2 separate regions of the Macaca mulatta genome follow, and region 1 is linked to region 2. Evidence: chromatin contacts called from public Hi-C data. All regions are on one chromosome and are shown on one strand. Each heading gives the region's core, a stretch centred on a gene start, on an enhancer-like site or on the middle of the called end of the contact. The rest is flanking DNA. Distances are from core to core; before and after follow the strand shown.

Region 1 (4,163 bases), core at 1,642-4,141, 300 kb before region 2:
AGTTGTATCAGGAAAAGCCAGAGGCTTTAAGCAAGCAAATAACCCCCCAGTTTCTCATCCCATAAACAAGCAACCATTACAGAAAGAGATTTTTGTAAGAGAAGACTTTCACAGCCTTCCTCAATCATTCTGCATCCACCAAAACTCCCTGTATCTCTTAGGAGTTTGGAATACCTTTAAGTCATCCTTGTCTTAATGACTTTCTCACCTTTCAAATCTCAATTTTCATCTTCATCCCTTCTAGGTTCTTAGACACTATTAACCTCTTCTTCCTCTGTGCTTCCATAGCACTTTCTTTATATGTCTGTTGGAACAGCCACCACATTCTATAATAATTTGCTGCCAAACTGTGATCTCCTTAATAGCTGGGACTAAGTCTTTTTGATCACTGCATCCTCAACACATATGGTCCACAACACACGTGGTTTCCTGGCAAACCACATGTACCTAACAAATGTTGATCTAAATTGTTGAAGGAAGATCTTCTTCCCACCCTCTAACTTTTCCTTAAGTAGAGAGACTACACACACATTCCTTCCCTTTTCCTTAAGGTTTTTCTTCAGTCCTTTTCTTTGTTCCAAGATTTCTTTAATTTTTTTTTTTTTTTTTTTTTTTTGAGACGGAGTCTCGCTCTGTCGCCCAAGCTGGAGTGCAGTGGCCGGATTTCAGCTCACTGCAAGCTCCGCCGCCCGAGTTTACACCATTCTCCTGCCTCAGCCTCCCGAGTAGCTGGGACTACAGGCGCCTGCCACCTCGCCCGGCTAGTTTTTTGTATTTTTTAGTAGAGACGGGGTTTCACCGTGTTAGCCAGGATGGTCTTGATCTCCTGACCTCGTGATCCGCCCGTCTCGGCCTCCCAAAGTGCTGGGATTACAGGCTTGAGCCACCGCGCCCGGCCAGTTTCTTTAATTCTTAAGAGATTATTGTGCGTTTACACATGCGCATGTCCCAGAGCAAGTGGTGCAGATTTACACCAATTTCCATGTGCATCATTGGGTCTGTAGTCCTCCTCCTTCAGTCCTCTTCTAGAACTTTTCTGCTTCTTCCCTTAATTCCACGACCTGGGGACATGGTAAATACATTGTTTTTAGCTGAGCTTTTATTTATTTGTTTAGTTTTTGAAATGGGGTCTTGCTTCATTGCCCAGGCTGGAGTGCAGTGGCGCCATCACACCCCAACCTGCAGCCCCGACCTCCCTGGCTGAAGTGATCTTCCTACCTCAGCTTCTCGAGTAGCTGGGACTATAGGCACACACCATCATGCCCGACTAATTTTTAAACTTTTTGTACACACATGATCCCATTATGTTGCCCAGGCTGGTTTCAAATGCCTGTGCTCAAGTGATCCTTCTGCCTCAGCCTTAGAAAGTGCTGAGATTATGGGCTTGAGTCACCTCTCCTGGCCCCTAGCTGAGCTTTTAGAAAGGAATTTTCCCTACACATTAAAAAGTGTCAGTCCAGTACTAGCCCTTTTCCTTACCTGTTGAGCCCTTAGGGACTGTGTTGATTCATAATCTAGAGAGGCAGCCACTGCCTCAGGTGGATTCATTTATTCATTGGATATGCTCTGGAAACATATAACAAGGTATCTGATCTAGTCCTTGGTCAAGCGCAGCTTCCTTGAGGAATTGACATTCCTGCCAAATGCTCAAAGTTAAGTAGAAGGTGATTAGGGGGAACATGGGTTATAAAAGAGCCAAAGAGAGCTATGCATTTAAGTCCCTGAAGTGTGGGGGATGGCACGGATAAAATGTTCAAGGATCCTGAAGACCTTGCCAATAGTTGGAATGTGGAGCTGCGGGTGGAGTGACCCAGATGAGGTTGAAGTAAGCAGGGACAGAACAGGACAGAGCCTTGCTGTATGATAAGTCTGCGTTAGGAATATTTTGGTTGAAAGTGACAACAAACCCACTGAAGGAAAAAGAGGGGCTAAGAGTTCAGGATTCTCATCCTTGGTCTCCTTTGTGTTAGCTTCTCTCTTGGTCAGGCCTCTGTGAGTGGTCTCTGATCTCCCTAGTCACACAGAAGCCAACAGCTAGAGTCAAGAGAAGGGGGTGAGGAAGGCCGATGAATAGGGGCTATTCATCTTTCCACTCTTACCCTCAAGGCTACCTTCTTTGCAGGCAAGTCTAGACCTCCTCAGTGGGTGGGCAGGAAGCTTAGCCTTTTAGGGACTTCAGGGAAGTAGAGAAGGGGACAAGTGAGGGGATGCTGTTCCAAGACTCCAAAGCCGTTTGCTTTCTTAAAAATAGCAAACCCACAGTCCCCTATCTCTTTAAGGGCCTAAACGCATTTTCTCTGCTGTATCCTCAGCCTCCCTGGGGAGCAGGATCATTTGGGTTTGGTAAGCGAAAAAAGGAGGCCGAAAACTCCTCCTGTCTCCCGACCCTCGTTCTGGCCCTCTGGCCCTCAGTACTAAGCAGGCCCTGACCCACTCGTCTTACTCCTGCTGCCGCTTCCCGGCGGGTCTCGCGTCCCTTCTCCGACCACTCTCCAGGTCCTGCCCCAACTTTAGGACTTCAGAACTCCTCCACCGTGCCGTGGAGGGACAGCCCTTCTTCTACCTCACCCACACCCTACCCGGGCAGAACCAATCGAAGACTATCCCACCCAGGGACCCCCCTTTTTTTTTCTGGGAACCAGCGTTTCCGCCTCCGGGGCGCAGACTCCTCCCCCTCACGGTCCCAATTGTATTCCCTGGAAGAGCAGCCGGAAAAGCCTCCGCCTGCTCAGACCGGGATAGGCGAGAAGCTGGTTTCTCCTCGCAGCCGGCTCCCTGAGCCTCAGGAACCACCGCGGCGCCCGGCACCACCTGGGCCCAGCTCCAGGCGGGCGCGGCTTCAGCACCACGGACAGCGCCCCGCCCGCGGCCCTCCCTCCGGCGGCGCGCTCCAGCCGGTGTAGGCGAGGTAGCGAGCTATGCCCGCGGCATGGCCCGGCGCTGCGGCCCCGTGGCGCTGCTCCTTGGCTTCGGCCTCCTCCGGCTGTGCTCAGGTAAGGGAAAGACGGGCACTGGCCAGGTTCTCCTACCCCAGCCAACGGCCCAAGACTCGGCGTGCTCTGACTCACCCCTGCTAGGCCGGAAGGTGGAAGAAGGGATTCCCTAGAGGTGGGAGAGTCTGCTGGGGGTTAGGGGAGAACCCCCGGGACTGCAGAGAGCACCTGGGAGGCTGCACTGGGAAGGAGACAATACTCGAAGGAGTAAGTGAAGCAAAAAAGAGATGGAAACCTGGCCAGCGGTGGTAGGGGTGGTGCAGGCACAGAGAGCAAGGAGGCAGGGGATCTCCCTAGGTGTTCTGGGGTGGCAGGAGGGCCGGCTCTGAGGGCGCTAAGATGCCATCTGACTTTTTGTGAATCATTATCTCAAGAAAGGTACCTGGTCCAGCACCCCTCCCTGGGCTCCCCATCGGTTCCCATCCCCCCCATTGGGCTCCAGTTTCTCGTCACCCCACAGGGGCAGAGAAGGGGAGAGAAAGGAATGGACTTTTCAACCCTCTTGTAGGGTGGGACAGGAGACTTGGAAGGGAAGAAGCTCTGCCAGGCTGAGGACTAGGAAGGAACTCTGAGGGGATGGGAAGGGGTGTGTTCGCGCAGAGTTGCAGAGGGGGATGCACTGTGGGGAGGGCAGGCACGAAAGGAATGCACAACCGAATGAGCTTTCCACACCTACAGGCCACCTCTGGGGGTGGGCTGCTGTGTGTGTGAAACTTGGGGCTAGATATATGCCTGACCCACAGCTTAGGCAGCCCAGCTATTCCACTCCAACTCAGTGCCTTTAGGGAGAGGGGAGGATGGCGTCGTGACCACAGTCACGTGTCATTATGTGAGGCACATAATGCCATTTGCACATGTAAATGGTGAACGGGAACAGTTATTTGTGTCCCACCACACATATGCTTTCTCCTCAATCAGCAGGAGAAAGGGCATGTGTTGTGGGACACAAATAACTGGGACAAATAACTGTTCTCTTTCACCGCCCTGCAAAACCTCCCTTGAGTCATAGGTATTTGCTGGGGAAACCATGGAAGCAGAAATCTCAAACTGCCCTCTGAGACTTTGGGGGAAGAGCTGGTCTCCACGAATCTTTGCAGAGTGGGTTCTTAGTCTCAAGGCATCTCTGTTGGGCTGTCTGGACTCCTTGGTCAGTGGTCTCAGAGAGGGGCT
Region 2 (4,213 bases), core at 945-3,444:
ACACACACTCATCTTTATTTATCCCAAGGAGAAGGAGTTGAGGTGGGAGGGGAGAACTGGGGCTGAGCTGGGGCGCGGGCTCGCGGGGACCGCCTGGCAAGCCCTGTCATCCCATCCCAAGGAGAGGTGCTCCCCCAGCTGATGCCAAGGCGGCGCCCAGCTGCTCTGCCCAGGTAACACCTGTAGCCATTTTATCAGGAGATGTTTACAAAGCAGCAGCAGGTTTATTCTGAGTCCTCTCTCCTGAGGGAAAGGACCACTGATTTCCTCCACCTATATTTTTACCCCATGCCCTCAGGAGACACAGGTCATGAATGGTTTTCTGTTTTGCCTGAGTGTTTCTGAGAAGAGGAGGGAAACAGAAACTTGGGAAGAGAGGAAGAAGACAGGGAGAGAAGGGACTTGGGCAATGGTATGGAATCCCCACCCCCCACCCAGACATTTATTTCTTTTTTATCCTCAGGCAAATGGAGTGGAGCAGGGAGGGGAGGAAAGAAGGGGAAGTCGCAGGAACTGGCAAACACATCAAGGCGGAGTGTAATTAATTGGTGCGTTAAGCTGCTGGGTTATGCTTTAGTACCAGTGAGCCAGGAGGAAAAGGGATTTCTCAGAAGGGATTATTTAATCCTCCCTAACAGAAAGTCTGCAAATTAGACACAGTGTGTGGGGATGTCCCCTACCCCCCAAAGGAAGCGAGGAATGAATTCTCCCGGGATCAAGAAGGAAAACCACGGGAAGTTAGAGTGTTCAATATAACTGAGCAAGCGCCTCTCACCACCACCACCACCTCTCTCTCCCAGTCTCCCTCCCAATCTCTCTCAATCTCTCTCTCTCTCTCTCAATCTCTCTCTTTCAATCCCCCTCTCTCAATCCCTCTCTTGCTACCTACATATTCCTTTTGTTCAAGGTATAAAGAGAAACCACAGCCCCTACCTTTGAGTACAAACCCCAAGAGAGCTCGGTCTCTATCACCATAACAACAATTCCAAACATCCCAAAAATCAGAGCATAGTCACTCAGTCGCTTTCTCTTTTCAAACAGGGCCCTCCTGTGTCCCAGCTTATAGCCAATGTTTTGGTTTTTCCGCTTGTTGGCTTTGGGGAAGGTGGTGCTGCTGGCGGTGGTGCCGGCATGCTGGTGGTTGTGGGTGGCATTAGGGTGATGGAGCAGGGTCTGGTGGGCATGGTTGTCCTCCCGGGAGGAGATGACGATCTCCGGGGGGTTGCTAGGACTGAAAAGCTGGAGGGGTTGGCCCTCAGTCTCCGCCTCGATGAGGTTCCTCCGGGAGGCGCTGAGGCGGCTGAGGGGCTTCATGACCCCACCGCTATACTTGCAGGAGCTCATGGCGATCTCCGTGAAGGGGTTGCTGTCCCGCCGGTGCACCAGGGGGCTGGCCTGCCGGTGCCGGCTGCCTCCGCCAGGCCCACTTGTAGCTGTGGAACTTGGAGAGTGGCCAAGCAAGTGGTCATTGAGATTGAGCTGGCTGCCTTGCCTGGAGGAAGGGTGGAGGATGGCGGTGGAGTTGGACGAAGGGGGGGGCCTGAAAGCGGTGGGAGAGGAGTGCAGCAGGCCAGGGTGGACGGGCTGGCTCTGGAGTTGGGCGAGCTGAGACAGGGGATGCGGTGGCTGCTGCTGCTGCTGCTGCTGCTGCTGCTGCTGCTGCTGCTGCTGCTGCTGCTGAAGCTGCGGAGGCTGAGGCTGCAGCGAGGGTCCCAGGGGCTGCTGGGGGGCTGCTGGTGGCGCTGGCGGTGGTGGCTGCTGCTGCTGCTGTTGCTGCTGCTGCTGCTGCTCATCCCCAGAGGATGGACAGGGGCACTTGGGGTCTTCATCCAGGTCCCCCACCCCAGAGTCATGGAAGTGCCCAGAAGTGTCCATCTTGGGGCCTGGCTGTATTCCCTGCAGCACAAGCCCCCACCCCAAAGCCACCCTCGCTCCAAAGATGTCCTCAAAGAAAGCCAGGCATCCAATCTCCCCCACCAGTGTCTTGGCTCCAGTCCTCTCTCTTTGGCTTGCTTCGGTTCTCTGGGGCTGCCTGGAGTCCAGACGCTGCCACTCAAGAATGCATTGTATTGGGCAGGGAGGGAGAGCAGGAGGGGAGCTTGGAGAAAGAAGAGGGGGTGAAAGAACTCTCCCAGGAGGTGGTCCTCTAGGAGCGTGTGAGGCCAGGATCAGCTTCACTCCTCGCTGGCTCAATAGCTTCGCTCGCCTCCTCCTGCCACTGTTACATTGTAAGCCAAGCCCACTTATTAGCAGCTGGTCTCATTGGCTTGGCTTAACTCTCCAACCTCCTCCTAGCTCCGCCCCCCGCATAGGCTCCTCCCCAGAGGAGGGGCCTGGCGTCCTCGTCTCCGGCCCCAGTGGCTGCGCAGCGAGGGCTGGGAACTGTAGTTTTTGCTCCCCGACCCCGGAGCTGAGCCACTGTCCTCTTTCCTCTGACAGGTATGGCCACAACCCGCAAGCCCACGGCGATAAGGGATGTTCGCTCACGCTGGGCGATGGGGAGGAGGGACAGAAGGCCTCCGAAGGAAGGGAGGTGTGCACCCTGATGAGGGGGCAGACGGAGGGGAAGGCAAACATTTATTAACCACCAGGGTTTACGATAGGTTGTTTCACATATATTATCCGGATACATTCTTCAAACACCCAAGGAGGTGGGCAGTATGGTCTCATTTACAAAGCCTCATGCTTAGAGATGTTGAGTAACAACGTCAAGGTCACAGAAGCAGGGGGGATCCACGCCTCCTAACACTGGGTGGATAAACTCACCTACCATTGATTGAGTGCCTACGCCGCGTGTTCAGGCACCTCTCTGTTATTTCCAACCCTCACATCAACCCCACGAAAATGATGTCATCACTCTCCTTTTACAGATGAAAATTGGAAGAAGAAGAAGGAGGAGGAGGAGGAGAAGAAGGAGAGAAAGGAAAGGGGAAAAAACACTCAAACACTCAAACATAGATACGTAACTTGTCAGATGTCACCCCGCTTGTAATTAAAGGTGCTGGGATTTGAACTTAGTCAGTCTGACCCTACAGATCCTATACTGTCTCCCAGGATGCATTTCCACTATGATACTCAGTACAAAGTGGTTGTTCAATAAATATTGTTCAAATGTTGGATAGGGGAAAAACCAGAGAAGCTGCTGAGGAAGAACTGGCCTCTCCAAAGCAGGGTGTGTGAAGCGGACCATGGCTCCAGCCCTTTCCCTAACAGCTGGGCATGGAGTCACAGGGCGATCTGGCAGGAAGACTGAAGATCCCCCCCCCCATGGTCGTTCCCTGCCTGATTTGTCCCATGGGGCTCTGAGAGTCAGAGCTAGGAACAGCTGCTGGCTTCCCAGGTTCAGCATCATCATCAAGTATTTATTAAGCTCCCACTGTGTGCAGAGGGGGTTCCAAAGGATGGGACCAGAGCTGAATTCATTTTCATTTCTAACCACAGCAGCATTAGGAATCAGAAAGGAAGTCACCAAGAGGGAATTCCCCAGCACACCTGGGGTTTTAAAAGGCAGGCCTCTTCCTCTCTGGCTCTTGATTCCCCATCACCCTTTGGCCTCTGTGCAGCTCCCTCCCTAGATGGGAAGAGGAAAGGGTAGGAGATCCATGCACACATACACAGACACACACTCAGAAAACATGTAAGCAAGTGGACACACATGCACGTGTGTACATGGTTGTGTGCACACACTAGCCCATGCACACACACATGCACACATATACACATAGGAAACTTCTAAAGCAGCTCTCCTGACTGGTAAGCAGCAAGTGTCCAGGTCAGGGAGGGACAGAGCTCCCCCCAGATGAGCCCAGAGTCCCCTCTGTATATCAGTTCTCACCTCTTCAATCCCCCATTAACCCTGAGATTGAGAGCCAAATATTACTTGTAATACAAGCCACAACCCCAGATACCTGACAATTGCTCTTGCACAATAATCTTGATTCTGGTCAGGCGTGGTGGCTCATGCTTATAATCCCAGCACTTTGGGAGCCCAAGGCATGAGGATTGATTGAAGCCAGGAGTTCAAGACCAGCCTGGACAACATAGCAAAACCCAGACACTACAAAAATTTTTAAATTAGCTGGACATGGTGGCGAGTGCCTGTAGTCCAGCTACCCAGGAGGCTGAGGGAGGAGGACTGCTTGAGCCCAAGAGTTTGAGGCTACAGTGAGCTGTGATAGTGCCACCACATTTCAGCCCAGGTGGCAGAGCATTA

The links. Hi-C and Micro-C count contacts between places; a contact is called where the count stands out from the background.
Region 1: a contact with region 2 is called in a Hi-C map of blood, with 2.4 times the contacts expected there. The contact joins the promoter of CHRNB2 here to the promoter of KCNN3 in region 2. A contact is called at or near these places in 6 of 14 Hi-C or Micro-C datasets (CD4 T cells, blood, cortical neurons and 3 more).

The regions. Positions count from the first base shown.
Region 1 is chr1:112,434,801-112,438,963 of T2T-MMU8v2.0, reverse strand. CHRNB2 (cholinergic receptor nicotinic beta 2 subunit) reads left to right here and starts at 2,891. Exons shown (of 6, transcript NM_001265649.2): 1 at 2,891-2,993. The coding sequence starts at 2,930.
Region 2 is chr1:112,137,466-112,141,678 of T2T-MMU8v2.0, reverse strand. KCNN3 (potassium calcium-activated channel subfamily N member 3) reads right to left here and starts at 2,194. Exons shown (of 9, transcript XM_077945287.1): 1 at 934-2,194. The coding sequence starts at 1,875.